Regions from separate parts of the Mus musculus genome. Here all the other regions are linked to region 5. A link is a contact called in public ChIA-PET, HiChIP or PLAC-seq and Micro-C data. All regions are on one chromosome and are shown on one strand. Each heading gives the region's core, a stretch centred on a gene start, on an enhancer-like site or on the middle of the called end of the contact. The rest is flanking DNA. Distances are from core to core; before and after follow the strand shown.

What was found. Hi-C and Micro-C count contacts between places; a contact is called where the count stands out from the background. ChIA-PET counts read pairs in DNA pulled down with a chosen protein or histone mark. HiChIP or PLAC-seq counts read pairs in DNA pulled down with a chosen protein or histone mark.
Region 1: a contact with region 5 is called in a Micro-C map of embryonic stem cells, with 2.9 times the contacts expected there. The contact joins the promoter of Aff4 here to the promoter of Irf1 in region 5. A contact is called at or near these places in 3 of 484 Hi-C or Micro-C datasets (LSK cells and embryonic stem cells) and 4 of 115 datasets of contacts at active chromatin or transcription factors (the SCID.adh cell line, effector CD8 T cells, memory CD8 T cells and 1 more).
Region 2: a contact with region 5 is called in an H3K27ac HiChIP or PLAC-seq map of hepatocytes, with 2.9 times the contacts expected there. The contact joins the promoter of Shroom1 here to the promoter of Irf1 in region 5. A contact is called at or near these places in 3 of 39 promoter capture datasets (the HPC-7 cell line, hippocampal neurons and liver), 1 of 484 Hi-C or Micro-C datasets (embryonic stem cells), 14 of 115 datasets of contacts at active chromatin or transcription factors (T-cell acute lymphoblastic leukemia, acute myeloid leukemia, cardiomyocytes and 5 more) and 2 of 9 other capture datasets (adipose tissue and embryonic stem cells).
Region 3: a contact with region 5 is called in an RNA polymerase II ChIA-PET map of memory CD8 T cells, with 11 read pairs. The contact joins the promoter of Slc22a4 here to the promoter of Irf1 in region 5. A contact is called at or near these places in 3 of 115 datasets of contacts at active chromatin or transcription factors (effector CD8 T cells, memory CD8 T cells and pancreatic cancer cells).
Region 4: an RNA polymerase II ChIA-PET map of memory CD8 T cells shows a contact between it and region 5, with 6 read pairs. The contact joins the promoter of Csf2 here to the promoter of Irf1 in region 5. A contact is called at or near these places in 2 of 115 datasets of contacts at active chromatin or transcription factors (bone marrow-derived dendritic cells and memory CD8 T cells).

What each region holds. Positions count from the first base shown.
Region 1 is chr11:53,349,485-53,352,184 of GRCm38.p6, reverse strand. Aff4 (AF4/FMR2 family, member 4) reads right to left here and starts at 1,418. Exons shown (of 21, transcript NM_033565.2): 1 at 1,056-1,418.
Region 2 is chr11:53,455,903-53,458,602 of GRCm38.p6, reverse strand. It overlaps Shroom1 (shroom family member 1), which reads right to left and starts at 1,398. Exons shown (of 8, transcript NM_027917.3): 1 at 1,262-1,398.
Region 3 is chr11:54,026,660-54,029,359 of GRCm38.p6, reverse strand. Slc22a4 (solute carrier family 22 (organic cation transporter), member 4) reads left to right here and starts at 1,256. Exons shown (of 10, transcript NM_019687.4): 1 at 1,256-1,776. The coding sequence starts at 1,384.
Region 4 is chr11:54,248,581-54,251,280 of GRCm38.p6, reverse strand. It overlaps Csf2 (colony stimulating factor 2 (granulocyte-macrophage)), which reads left to right and starts at 1,382. Exons shown (of 4, transcript NM_009969.4): 1 at 1,382-1,820; 2 at 1,918-1,959. The coding sequence starts at 1,671. All of the region lies in intron 4 of Gm12223 (a long non-coding RNA gene), which reads right to left.
Region 5 is chr11:53,768,592-53,771,291 of GRCm38.p6, reverse strand. It overlaps Irf1 (interferon regulatory factor 1), which reads right to left and starts at 1,278. Exons shown (of 10, transcript NM_008390.2): 1 at 1,014-1,278; 2 at 1-8. The coding sequence starts at 3.

The DNA of each region.
Region 1 (2,700 bases), core at 169-2,668, 420 kb after region 5:
AGCACACATTTTAAATGTCACACAAACAGCCTATTCACGGGCACCTAGGGCTTAGATTCCGGCACTGGAAAGGAGGCTAGCTTCAGTTTAAAACCTCAGCGGGGAAGAAAAACCAGAATTCTGACTTGCAACTGACGAAACTCGGAGAACCCTGAATCGAACTCTTGGTTCGAACTTCACTCACAACCATTTTCAGATCAGGGCTCTCGACTCCCCATAAAGGTGTCATCTGTGAATGAAAAGCCTAATAAGGAGACCCCACAAACACCCTGGGCTCCTGTACCCCATGATCCGTTCTCAGAGAGTGGGAAGCAACAGCAAAGTGGAAGGAACAAAGCACTGACGTCAATTACGAGATTAACCCTGCGCACAGGCAGCTGGGGAGGCCTAAACATCAATACCCAAAGCCCGGCCATGGCGATCGCCAGGTACCAGGCCGGTTCCGAGCGGGAAGGAGGGTTTCTCCTATTCCAACCCAGGTTCCCATTTTTCCACTCAAACCCCATCGACCATCAAGGACGGAAATTAACACCCCCCCAGCCTCCCCCCCTTTTTTTTTTCTTTCGGTGGAGGGGAGGTGGGAGAGTGGGGGTGGGGGGAGGTGCGCAGGATCGCGAGAAGGAAGGCGAGAACTAGTTGAGAAATGATAGCCAGAATCTGGGCCTATTTTCTCTTTAACTAGGAATGACTTGAGTCAGACGAAGGAAAAATTTTTCAAAGGATAAATCCGCCGACCGAATCAAAGGGAGGAATGGAGGAAGGGACAACGGGGGGGGGGGGGGAGGAAAAAAAGAAGAAACGGCCAGATGATGGGCGTCTGGAATGTCGGATGGGAACGGCTTGGCCTTTAAAGAAAAAAAAAATGATTTTTCTTGTTTGAAATTGATTTCGGAGAGAAAGTGGGACGAGAAAACGTAGGGCGAAGCCGGATCCAGGGGCCCCCCGCCCCGCGGGTCTCCGCCAGCGTCAGCGGCCGGAGCCTCGCCTTCCCCGCGGCGCGGCCGCGCCTCAGACGTCAGTCAGTCAGTCAGGCAGGCAGTCAGGCGGCTTCTCACCTCCAGTCCCCGCTCCGCTAGGCCCGAACCATTTCCCGACCGCGGCTGCGGCGGCGGCGGCGCCCGGCCTGCACCTTCACCGGACGCGCATTCGGGCCCGCCCAGGAGGCGGCGACCGGCTGCCTGGGGCGAGGGGCAGCGGCCGATCCGGAGGCCACGGGGAGCCGAGGCGGCGCACCTCACACCGCGGACGCCAGGGTTCCGCCCCGCTCCATGACGGCCCGGCCGAGCCCCGGACGGGTGACTGAGGCGGGGGCGGGCTGACGGGGCCCTGGCACCAAGATCCCCGCCCCGTCCGCTGGGGGCGGCGGTGGCGGCGGCGGCGGCGACGACTCGACTCCCGCAGCCGGGACTGGGACTGACGCAGTGGCCGCGGCCCATGTGACCAGGGCCGGGCTGCTGCGAGCGTCACGTGACCAGGCCGCGCCCCTCCCGCAGGCAGCGCGGGGGCTGCGGCCCTGCTGCTGCTCTGGAGGCGGCGTCGGCGGGGCTGACGCGCGGGCTGACGTGCGGGGGCGCCTGGGCCCGGGGCTGGGGAGCGGGGATGCGAAGCGCGGGTCGCAGCAGGTTCCGCGGGGCCGCACCAGCGTCAGACCCGGGGACAGAACCCGGCCCGGGGCACACGCCCTCCTGCGCAGCCCGCTAGGGAGGCGCCGCGGGGCGGGGCGCAGCCCGGCCGACCGGTTTTGGGGTGCAGGTGAAGGCCCAGGCCCTGCCGCCCGTGTCCCGCAGCGCACCGCAGGAGTAGAGAGGGAAGGATGACGTGGAGGTCCGCAGCGACGTCGTCCACTGCTGCGTGTGACTTACTGTGGGAGGATAAGCCGGCCCTGCATCGTCTTAAAAAAATAAATAAATAAATAAATAAATAAGTAAATAAATAAATATCAGCCTCTGTGGGCTACTTAGTGGATTCAAGGCCAATCTGAGCTACTAAGAAAACCCTGTCAAAACAACACACGGCGACACACACACACACACACAAACACCATCGCTCTTAACATCCTGCTAGTCCAGACAAGCCATAATTTAATTGGAATCAGTAATTAGACAAAGTTTTAAGGTTTCCTAGAATCCAGTAATAGTAGCGCAAGAAAAGTGTCCTCTTCCTCTACATCTGAAAAACATACAATCCTGTCATTGGTGTCCCATGTCTCTTATCTGCTTTCTTTATTTGATGGTACCTCATGCAGATTCTCCACCTCTAACATCTTGAAACACTTCACTCGTTATTTGTAGTTTGTAATTTCACAGTTTGGAAATCCACTCAACTACACACGAGTTCTAAGCCATGTCTCAAAACCACTATCGAGGTATGGTCTGGCGCACACCTTTAATCCCACCACTCTGGAGGCAGAGGGAGGAAGATTTCTGTGAGGCTGATATACATATCCAACACTGGGCAGGTCAAGGATATATAGTGAGAGCCTGTCTCAAAAAGAAAAACACTAAATAAATCTTAAGTTTTACATAGGGTTTCCTCTGTGTAGCCCTGGTTGCCCTGGATCTCACTTTGTAAAACAGGCAGGCTTGGTGCTCAGAGATCTGCCTGCCTCTACCTCTGCTTCCTAAGTGCTGGGATTAAAGAAGTGTATCAGTGTGCCTGGCCATCTTTTCTACTTCCTTATGAAAAATACTGGTGGTGGTG
Region 2 (2,700 bases), core at 149-2,648, 310 kb after region 5:
CCCCGGAGCGGGGATTGCAGTAGAGTCTGCTAGAAAAATAGGCTGGGATCCTGGCTGTGGAGGAAGGTACTTGTTACCTGACAAAGGAATAAGGGGGCTCGGGGCTCAGAACTAGGGCTCTTGAGGGTGGAAACACCAGACCTGAAGGATGAAGCTGGCACTGGGGGCTGAATCTCGAGTGAAGGTGGACCCAGGCAAGCAACCAGACGTGGGACTTCAGGCAAGGTTTGTTGGGAAATTTGATAAAGACAATTTTCAGTGGGCAAAACCAGACCAAGGCAACACATGTAAGTCCAGGTCAGGGAACAGGAGAGGCACTGGAGAAAAGTCAAGCTCCGAGCTAATCGGGAATGAAACAGTCCTCTCAAGGGCCACCTCCCATCTGTCTTCCTGTGAGGACCTGTGCAGGCCTTTCCTTGCCTCCAGCCTTCCCTCAGTACCTGGAGGGCTGTTAACTGCACTCCCTGACTCTCCTTAGAGTCAGAGGTTCAGGGTTCAATGCTCAGATCTTAAATCCTAGCATTCCAGGCTAGGTCTGATGGGTGAGCTTTCAGGCAAACTCCTTGGTTCTCTTTTCTAGTCTCCAAAGCTATGGGTGACATTGCACCCCTGTGAGACATCTATTTTACAACATAGTAGCTGGTTATACAGTCTCTGCTGGTCTTGGGCAGACTCTGTGAGACGCAGGTTCCAGGAGGTGTAGAAAAAGCAGAGGGTGAATGACACCTAGGTAAAGATGGTCACTGCCATGGGTACAGCACATACCCCAGGGCAAAAGCTAAGCCCTGGGGACCACAAGGGGCAGCAGAACCACACAAAGAGGTGAGGAAAGAGGCGCTTGGAACACTAGGAGAGCGGGTGGCCTCTGATCAGTGCATTTCTAGGCCTTTTCAGTGGGGTTCACGGTCCGGGAAGATCGGGGGATTGGGAGGGACCCGGATTCTCCAGCAATCGAAGCTCAAGAACAGAGGGTCCTGAGACGGACGCCACTGTGTACATTGCGTCCCTGCAACAGCTGGGCCACCTGGACAGCTCTGTCCCCTGCCAGGCCTGGCCGAGAGTAAAGGTGCGCAGGGGCCCGATTCCACTGGCGCGGCCGGTCTGGACTCCGGGTCGGAAGGTCCAGACAGAATGACGGTCAGTCAGGCTGCTTCGCGGCCACCGCTGTCGCCGCCCCGACCCTCCCGTCCTTGTCTCCCTTTTGGGAAGCAGATCTGTGGACCACGCGCTGTGTGTCCCCTCACCCGGTCCCGCTGCGTACCTGTGGCTCCAGCCCGAGACGCACTTCAGGGCGCCGGCGATCCCTCAGTGACATCCGAGCCCTGGGCTCCAGCTCCCGACGCCACCTCCAGTCTCCGGCCGCAGCAGGGGAGGCGCCACCTCCGGCCGAGGAGGGGCCGGAGTCTGGAGTGGCGGCAGGGCTGCGGGAGCCGCGCCCCTTCCTCTTGCGATTCTGTACGTGGCCCTAGTCCCCGGCCCTGGACCTCTAACCACCGCAGAGAACTCGAGCCGGAGGGCGATCGAAATCCTCCAAGCACTGCCGGATCCGCAGGCAAGACTTATGGACCAGCAGGCTCCTCAGTGCGGAGGTCAAACCCTCCCGGAGGCAACAAAGGCTCACCTTCCTTTCTTCTTCTTCTTTTAACCTTTAAAAAAATTACATTTATTTATTTACTTAATAATTTGGGAAGTAAGTAATGGGGGAAGCTCCCTTGTGGAGAAGTCGGTACTTTTCTTCCACCCTGTGGAGTACTAGATTCCAACTGTGAAGATCTGGTTTGGTGACATGAACATTTATCCACTGGACCATCTCTCCCGGCCGGTTCTCTTAAACTCCACGATGAAAACAGATGTGCCTGGAGTTCCTGCCTCATGCTCTCTCTCCCTCTGAGTGTGCTTTAGATGGCTGGCTACCTGATCAACTCTGCTCTTCAGACCCACATTTCCAAAACCATGCCACCTACTGGACTCTTTCCACAGGCTCTCCTCTCCTGTCTTTGTCTCCTCGCTTCCCATAGCTCCCTCCACCAGACCCACACCGAACGGAGCCCTGAACTTATGTGCTCGAATCTGCTACTAGGAGTGGGGTCTTCACCTTTTGGTAAAGACTTTGAACTCCTAAACTCCCGTCTGTACATCCTGAGTGCTGGAGTCTTTTTTTCAGCTCAGATGACCGGTGCCACCTGGTCCTCATTCTCTGTGTGTGTGGTGTATGCATGTGTACCTCTCGAGATTGGGTCTTTTCTTTTCTTTTTCTTTTTTTTTTTTTTTTCCGTTTTTGATTTTTCAAGACAGGGTTTCTCTGTATAGCCCTGGCTATCCTGGAACTTACTTTGTAGACCAGGCTGGCCTCAAACTCAGAAATCCGCCTGTCTCTGCCTCCCAAGTGTTGGGATCAAAGGTGTGCGCCAACACTGCCCAGATACTATTGGGTATTTTATTCTATCATTTCTACACCTTATTTTTTGAAACAAGGTCTCACACAGAAGTCATCAATTTGGCTAGACTAGCTGGCCAGCCAACTCCATGAGTCTGCCTACACACACACACACACACACACACACACACACACACACACACACACACACACCACATGTCCCCTGCACTGGGTAACAATGTAAGCTGTGGCACCTAGCTTTTCCCTTAGCTACTGCAGACCCAAGCTCAGCTCCTCATGTTTGAGTGGCAAGCACTTTGCCC
Region 3 (2,700 bases), core at 7-2,506, 260 kb before region 5:
TACATCCGAAGACCCTGTCTCAAACGAACAAAAGTAAAAAGCTAGTGTCCTGGCATACTAGGAGATGCGGCTTAAATGACAGGAAAAGAAATGTAAGTTACTGGTGGGAAGTCAGCCTAACAGTAGGACTCATGGGGGAAACTAACAAAAACAAAGAAAAAAGCAGAAGTCTCCTTCAGTTCCTTGCCAGAGTCTGATGAGACAACCCGGTTTGTGCAAAGTGTTGGGCTACTCAGCCTTACAGTCTCTCCAGGCCTGTGGATCCCAGGCTAGGGGAGCCCAGCTCTAGCTTGGGCTAGCTTGTACACTGTGCCCAGGACCTTAGATGTGAATACTGAGCAGAGAGAGAAAAAAGGCAATCCCGCTTTTGGTTACCCTGCCAGTTCTGAGGGCCAAATCTCACCAGTTTGTCCTCTCTCTGTCCCTTCCTCCCTCTGTTCCTAGACTAGAATGGGCCTTTCTGCAAATAGCCTTTCAGTCCAAGAAGGCTTTGGCACCGTGCCGCAATAAAGGACTCCGGGTGCCCCGAGAGTGCAAAAGGACAAACACCGAGCCCAGGCGTGGTGACTCCTCTATGCTCCCTCAGTGGGCCGACTTCCCTCTGGTGTCTCTATAAAGGCCACAGGGAATCTTTCGAAAGGACACTAGAACGACTCAGGGGCCCGTGATCCAGCCCTTCTAATCCAGGGCGCGCCTCTGACTCAGCATGACCTCGCACATCCTTTTCTGGCTCCAGGTCCACAGTCGCCTCTTTGCAAGGTGAGGATCCTGCTTTTCCAAGGACGCTTCTCGGGCCGCCGCCGTCCCGTGATGGACTACGGCCATGCTAAGGTTCATAAGTGAGTTCCCACGCTGGTGTGTGTGAAGAGGTGGCGCTCCTGTCCCCCACACAGGTCTCTTGGGAGCGCAGACTTGATTAACTGACCGGTCCGCCTGCTCATAATCCAGGCTGGGATTGTGGAGCAACGAACTCCTGCTCCGGGCTAGGCCTGGCTTTCGGGACGCTCCTCCCTGTCGCTCTCCCTCCCACGTGGGGCCGAGAAAGCCGGAGCTCCTAGCTGCACGCGCGTTGTCCGGCCGATTCCGGGCGGGAGGCCTGCGTGGAAGGCCGCTGGGTGCAAGGAACGGAGCAGGAGGCTGAGCCGGCCCGAGAGCTCCGCCCAGATCGGTGGAGTGCAGTGGCCTTTCGCTGCCTAGCCGCACGGGGGTGTGGTCCAGAGGACTCGGCTTCCCGGCGCTCCGCGCCAACCCCTGGGAGTTTTGCAGCACCCACGGCGTGTTTGCACGCAGCCACCTAGGAAGATCCCCTCAGCGCGCCGCAATCGCTGAATCCTTTCTCTCCACCCACCTCCCTCACGCAAGCTGAGGAGGAGAGGTGGAAACATGCGGGACTACGACGAGGTGATCGCCTTCCTGGGCGAGTGGGGGCCCTTCCAGCGCCTCATCTTCTTTCTGCTCAGCGCCAGCATCATCCCCAATGGCTTCAATGGTATGTCAGTCGTGTTCCTGGCGGGGACCCCCGAGCACCGTTGCCTGGTTCCTGACACTGTGAACCTGAGCAGCTCCTGGCGCAACCACAGCATCCCCTTGGAGACGAAGGACGGACGACAGGTGCCTCAGAGCTGCCGCCGCTACCGACTGGCCACCATCGCCAACTTCTCTGCGATGGGGCTGGAGCCAGGACAGGACGTGGATCTGGAGCAGCTGGAGCAGGAGAGCTGCCTGGATGGCTGGGAGTACGACAAGGACATCTTCCTGTCCACCATCGTGACAGAGGTAGGTGGTAGTGCTGGAGCTGGACATTGGGAATGGAGACTCCGTTGCATCCGTGCCCCCAACAGCCCCTGACAGTGCCTGGGTCAGTGTCACCTACTGTCTCAAAACTTCCAGGCACAGAGTGGGGTTGTGAGTGTATTCTCAGCGCACACTCAGAGCTGATGAATTTCTGTGTGGCATGGAGGGGATGAAAAAAAGAGAGTGTTGTCATCAACTGCCTTTTCCTTTCTGAGTTTCACAACAGAGTTTCCCAAGAGCCCTGGTGCTTCCCTGGGCAGGCCAAACCAGACTGTCTTGATTTATAGTCATAGCTATTTCCTTGCTACAGAGAATGGCTACAGTGGTCTGTTGATGGACACAAGGAAGGGTCTTGAGACAGAAGGGCCTCTATGTCGAGGCCCCCACTTTCTCGAAAAAGAGGCAGCAGCCCCTTCCTTGACACTGGTTGGATGTAAGGAGTCAAAACTAGAACCTGGCCTTTGGACACTCAAGGAAAGACCCGTACTTCTGAGGGAAGTGTAAGCTGGTGATCAAGGCTCCAGCTGAGCCCACTGCCTTACCTCTAAGTGATCAGGGAATAGGTTCCCCAAGTCACCAGAGTCTGAATGTGGACCTACTACTCCCTCTTAGTTTCCTGCTGCGTATTTGCTGAGGACCAGGTCATAACAGATAAGACAAGCACTGTTTCTGGCAAGAGCATCACCCAGAACTGATTACCTGCTGTTGGTCAAGCTGGTAGAAAATCTGCCTTCCCACCATTGCTGCTTCTGGTCTGTCTTTTTTTTTCCCTAGGCTGGTTAAACAAAAAACCAACTAGGTTCCTCCCAATGAGATCTCTGGGAACAACAGCCTCAATTTCTTATCTCTTTCCCTCAGCACTACAGAGCAGTCAACAGAAAATGTGTCTGGCCCCAGGGTGTAGAC
Region 4 (2,700 bases), core at 133-2,632, 480 kb before region 5:
TCTTCAACATGGCCATTCTGGCCCCCCAGTCTCTCTTTCTACATGATTCCTGTGGTCTTGTCCTGAGTTCCACCTGTTATCTGACCCTCGAAAGCCCTCACTTCTGTCTGGTTTCATCAGTCCACTGAATCAGCTTCTTGGGCCCTAAAGCATGTTTCTTGGCTAGGGGCCCCCTCTCATATCAAGAGGGCACCGCCAGAAGCCCAAGGGTTCTCACAAAGCAGGCAAAACAAGTGTGGCTCATGTTAGATGCACCCTTATGTAAAACCTCCTCCACCTTGACATGTTCCTATGAGTACATATATATCCAACACCACCAGCATACACACATGACTGAAGAGATACACATATGTATCCCCATGGTCTCAAACTTCCTGTATAGGAAGGCTTGGGCCAGATCCCTTGGGCAAACACAAACTCGTGCCGTCTTCTCCAAAAGCCATTGTGAAAATCAAACACTTGTTAGCCCCTTGAGACCATGCTGCCTTTCCAGAAGCAGTTCCTGATTCCACAGAGAGCTTCTGGAGAGGGAGGTGGGCTGGAGCAAGGGGCTGTGCAACAGACTAAGCCTGGGAGAACTTGCCAGGGAAGCGGGGGTTGGGGCGCACGTGTGTGTGTGTGTGTGTGTGTGTGTGTGCGCGCGCGTGTGCGTGTGTGCGTGCCTGGTTATTGTGTTACAGCTAGTTACTATGTTACAGCCAGCCTCAGAGACCCAGGTATCCCATAATGGTACAGATAGCAGTAATGTGTCCTTTTTGAATGGCAGGCTGCTCTGAAGAGGGTAAAGAGGCTCACATAACTCAAAGGAAGAGTCGCTTGGCAAAGGGGGAGGGCAGAATCAGCAGTCAAATGGGAGTAGCCTTACCTGCCCCAGCCAGAAGCTCTAGCCATGCTGTGAATTTTTAGGATTGAACATGCCTTTGTAACTGGGATTGTAGCAGTCAGTTGGGATGGTATCATAAGAGAACATGGTATAGTCTGCCTGGCTTCTATACCCATTGCTGTCATTCTCACTGCTCCCAAGGTGGCAGGGGTGGGGCTTGGCTGGGCAGAGTTTGCCCAGAATGGTCTCCTCAGTGGGAGTCTGTGGAGACCATTATAGAATTGTGTCATTGGGCTGGACCTTATTTAATTAGATAATGAGGTGGACTTGTGAGAAGTGTATATCTCAGAAGGTGGCTGGAAAGAGAACGGGCCAGGACTGGGGCTGGAATGAGCCACCAGAGTAGGTAGAGCTTGCCCAAAGGCCTCCAGGAACAGCAGGTGCTATGGAAGCAAGAGCCCCACTCAGTATCTCCCAAACCCCGCCCCAGCCACTCCAGGCCAGGAAATCCAAATATGCCTGGAGGCCCCTCAAAAAGGAGAGGCTAGCCAGAGGCTGGGTCAGACTGCCCAGGCAGGGTGGGAAAGGCCTTTAAAGCAGCCCGCAGGTGGGCTGCCAGTTCTTGGAAGGGCTTATTAATGAAAACCCCCCAAGCCTGACAACCTGGGGGAAGGCTCACTGGCCCCATGTATAGCTGATAAGGGCCAGGAGATTCCACAACTCAGGTAGTTCCCCCGCCCCCCTGGAGTTCTGTGGTCACCATTAATCATTTCCTCTAACTGTGTATATAAGAGCTCTTTTGCAGTGAGCCCAGTACTCAGAGAGAAAGGCTAAGGTCCTGAGGAGGATGTGGCTGCAGAATTTACTTTTCCTGGGCATTGTGGTCTACAGCCTCTCAGCACCCACCCGCTCACCCATCACTGTCACCCGGCCTTGGAAGCATGTAGAGGCCATCAAAGAAGCCCTGAACCTCCTGGATGACATGCCTGTCACGTTGGTGAGTGAGGGAGAGAGTTGGGTTGTTCCCAGGCCACCCATTGGCCCTTGTCTTGCCCTGCCTTTCAGCTTGGTAACACGGCACTTCCTTTTTACAGAATGAAGAGGTAGAAGTCGTCTCTAACGAGTTCTCCTTCAAGGTAAGCTGCTTCTCTTTTGCTCTTCTCTTTTGGTGTAGCTTCCCGGGTTGCCCTGCAGGGCTGCTTTAAATAGCCTCTTGCAAGGCTTTCTACACTCTTCCCTGCCAGTGGCTGCCAGCGGGAGGGGGCAGAATCTGGGTAGTCAAGATCTCTATATCCATTCCTCTGTAGCAGTCACGTGCACTCTTTTATCGTCCAGAGCCATGCCCCTGTGGCAGTCATGTGCACTCTTTTTATCAAGTGAGCAATAAGTTTGGGCAGAGCTAGCTTTCAAAGGTCAGAGGTCTTCAGGGATTGATGGGAGCATGAGAGTCACTTTATGAGTTGGCCTTGTTGCCTTCAAGTTCTCTCTGTGCCCCGTGACCATGGAGAGAAGGTATTGATTATACAGGGGCACAGAGGGTATTGATTATACAGGGCACAGAGGGGCTTTTGAAATAGTGCTTCCCCACACAGAAGTTTGGGCTCTGGCCATCTCCTTCTTCTAGAATGGCAGCAAGTAGCCTTTGCTTACAAATTTTTTTTTTGGGGGGGGGACAGCACTTGGAACTGGGAACCTCTATGGTACCAGACTATAAACATGGCTGTGGTAGCTGAGGTGGCCTGGACCAGGCAAGAAGAAGGGCAGTGCTCAGGACAGTGTTATGACTAGCCCCAACCTGTACCACTTGGTGGGAGCAGAAGGGAGTAGGGAGAAGTTAGCTTGTATTCTATGGACACTTGGCTTTTGCTTATCAACAA
Region 5 (2,700 bases), core at 29-2,528:
CATGGTGGCTGGAGGGAAAAGACAGAGGCCTGTGTTTGGAGTCTGTTAAACAACCCTGGGCACTGCCCTGCTCCACCCAAGGCCGCTCGCTCAATTACCTTCTCCTGTCCTCACACCCAGGTCATTACCCTCCCCCACTCTCCTGCCATCAGCCAGGTACCCAGGTCATAGATTAGGGACCCTGAAGTAGAATGAAACTCTCCAGCATCATGGGCAAAGCCACCTGCCCATTCTTTTCAGTCTCTCCCAGTCAGTCTCAGGAATAAACAACCAAGCAAGTCTGGATGGATGGATGGTTGCAGGATATATGTGCAAAAAAAAAAAAAAAGCCAAAAGACAGACATCTCAATGACAGAACTTTTCTCTCAAAATTCAATCTTTGGAAGAAGGAAGGGACTACTTTTGCTTGTCACCCCCAGCCCTGCACCTTCCAGGCTGTGCAAGCAAGCAAGTCAACCTCCATCTCGGGCACTTCTACCCACCCACTCCAATCCAGTCTATGTCCCCTCTTGACAGCCAGTGCCCACAACATACAGGCTGGGGCGCAACCCCTTCCGGCCTGGTTTCCCCTGCTGTTAAGAGAAGTGGCGCAAGCAACACCTGTGGCACCTCCTCCCGAAAGCCCAGTAGTTCACGACCCGGTCCAGCCAGTCAAGGCAGCGAGCCAACCTCTGCACCGAACACTGCGCGTCCGAAAGCAAGAGCTGGGAGCCAAGCTGCGACCGCCAAAAGTGCGCGCAGGCGGACATCCGAGTCCCCCGGCGCTGCTCGCGGGTGCGCGCGACGGCCACTCTGGGCTACCAAGAGGCCCCGCAGCGGCTCCGCGCACGCAGACCGCCGAGCGCGGCCAGAGGGCGGTGCACGCCGCGGCCCGCCTCCCGCCCGCTTGCAGCGCCCTCCCGAGCCAGCGCGCCACCGCGACCCAGGGTGTCTCTGGCCCCCACTTCCTGGTGTCCCGTGCGCCTTTTGTTCCACGGCACCCGTCGGTGCCCGCGCAGCTCCGGCGAGCTCACCTTTGCTGCAGGAGCGATTCGCAGAGGGTGCCGGAGAGCGAGGCACGGAGTTGCGGTGTAGGTACGCGATGCGCGCACGAAGCGAAAGATGCCCGAGATGCTGGGGTCCCTCTGGCCACCTCGGCTGACCTCGGCGCAACTCGGCCCGGTTCGGTTCGGTTCGGTTCGGTTCGGTTCGGCTTAGACTGTGAAAGCACGTCCTACCTCGACGAAGGAGTGGTGCGCACTGGCGAGTCCGCGGCGCCGCGAAGAAATCTAAACACTTAGCGGGATTCCCCGGCCCGGACTCGGCCACGCCCCCGCCGCGCCGCTCCTGCGCGCCCATTGGCCCACTCGGCCTCATCATTTCGGGGAAATCAGGCTGTTGTAGAGCTAAGCGGCGAAGGGGAAGTACAAGGCAGCTGTGCTCCCCACCCCCTCGGGCCCGCGCCACCGCCCCGGGGCTACCGCGGGCCCGCCCCTTGCTCCACTCCACTCCCCTGCCCCCTTGCCTGTCTTGGAAAGCCGAGACCGTCCCCCTCTTTCTGCAGACTCCCAGCCTGCTGGCTCCTATGATGGTCTTCCCCTTCTCCACGGGAGACACCTAACTCCCTATGTCTCTAGAACACCTGATTCCCTCTCCAGAAGGGTCCCCGGGACTAAATCACCCTCAAAATCAGTCTGGTAATGAAGTGTCAAGAAGGGAGAGATTATGTCCCTGTACCGCCTTACTTGCCACTTGGCTGCTCTGGGAAATTGAGGCAGAAGGCCTAACTTGGAAATACGGGGCAGTAGGAACTCCCAGCCTGGACTCTGCAGGGCCAGCCGTTGAAGGACTCAAGGACTCCGTAACCATAAAATGTCAATAGCTCACTTGCTAGTCTGAAGTGATGGGGGAACACCTTGTCCTTATGGGGAGAGATGATGTGTTTGCTTACATGGGCACAAGATGCGGGTGTGCTTTCCTGTGCCACACGAGGTTCTAGCTAGCGGTGACCAAGGCGACCCTTATTCCTTGGGACTACCTAACACCAAAGAAGTGGATAAAATTCCGAAGTGGCCGTGGTTCCTTCTATGACACCTACTTCAGCTCTCCATCCTCGACGTAGCCCTAGGGAGAGAGTTCCTCTCTGATAGTCTTGAAGTCATTTCTGAGTCCCCAAAGCCTGGCTCTGGAGAAGTTCTGGGCAGCATAGGGAAATTGTGGCTAAGGGGGGACCCAGGTCCCAAGGGGATGGCAAGGGCAGCGGGTTAACTGGTGTTCACGAGTAAACCTTGCCAGTTTGTTCTTTCTCTTAGCGGCTGGGCTAGTGTATACATGTTCCATCTCCGAACTCTGGCCCCTCAGGCTTCTTCATTCGCTTCCTCGCAGCTTCTGACTCACAAGTACATCAGTCCTCTACCGTGTCATTCTCTTGTGTCACCTTCCTCACCCTAGCTGTCCGTCTAGGACAGCACCCAGTTTGAATGTTGCAAGCTGTAATACACACATCAATGGACGATTGTACCTGTAACGTCACTGCCTCATAGACGAGCTAGGAGATTCAAGGTGGCAGGAGGATTTGGAAGGAGGAATTGAGACTCTAGAATAAATACGGAGGTATTTGAAGTCGCAAATTAAGAGAATCACTAGAGACCAGGGCCTTCTGATCACATGACTCTGAATCTGACACCTGCTCTCTGTGCAACAGATGTATACTTGCTCTGT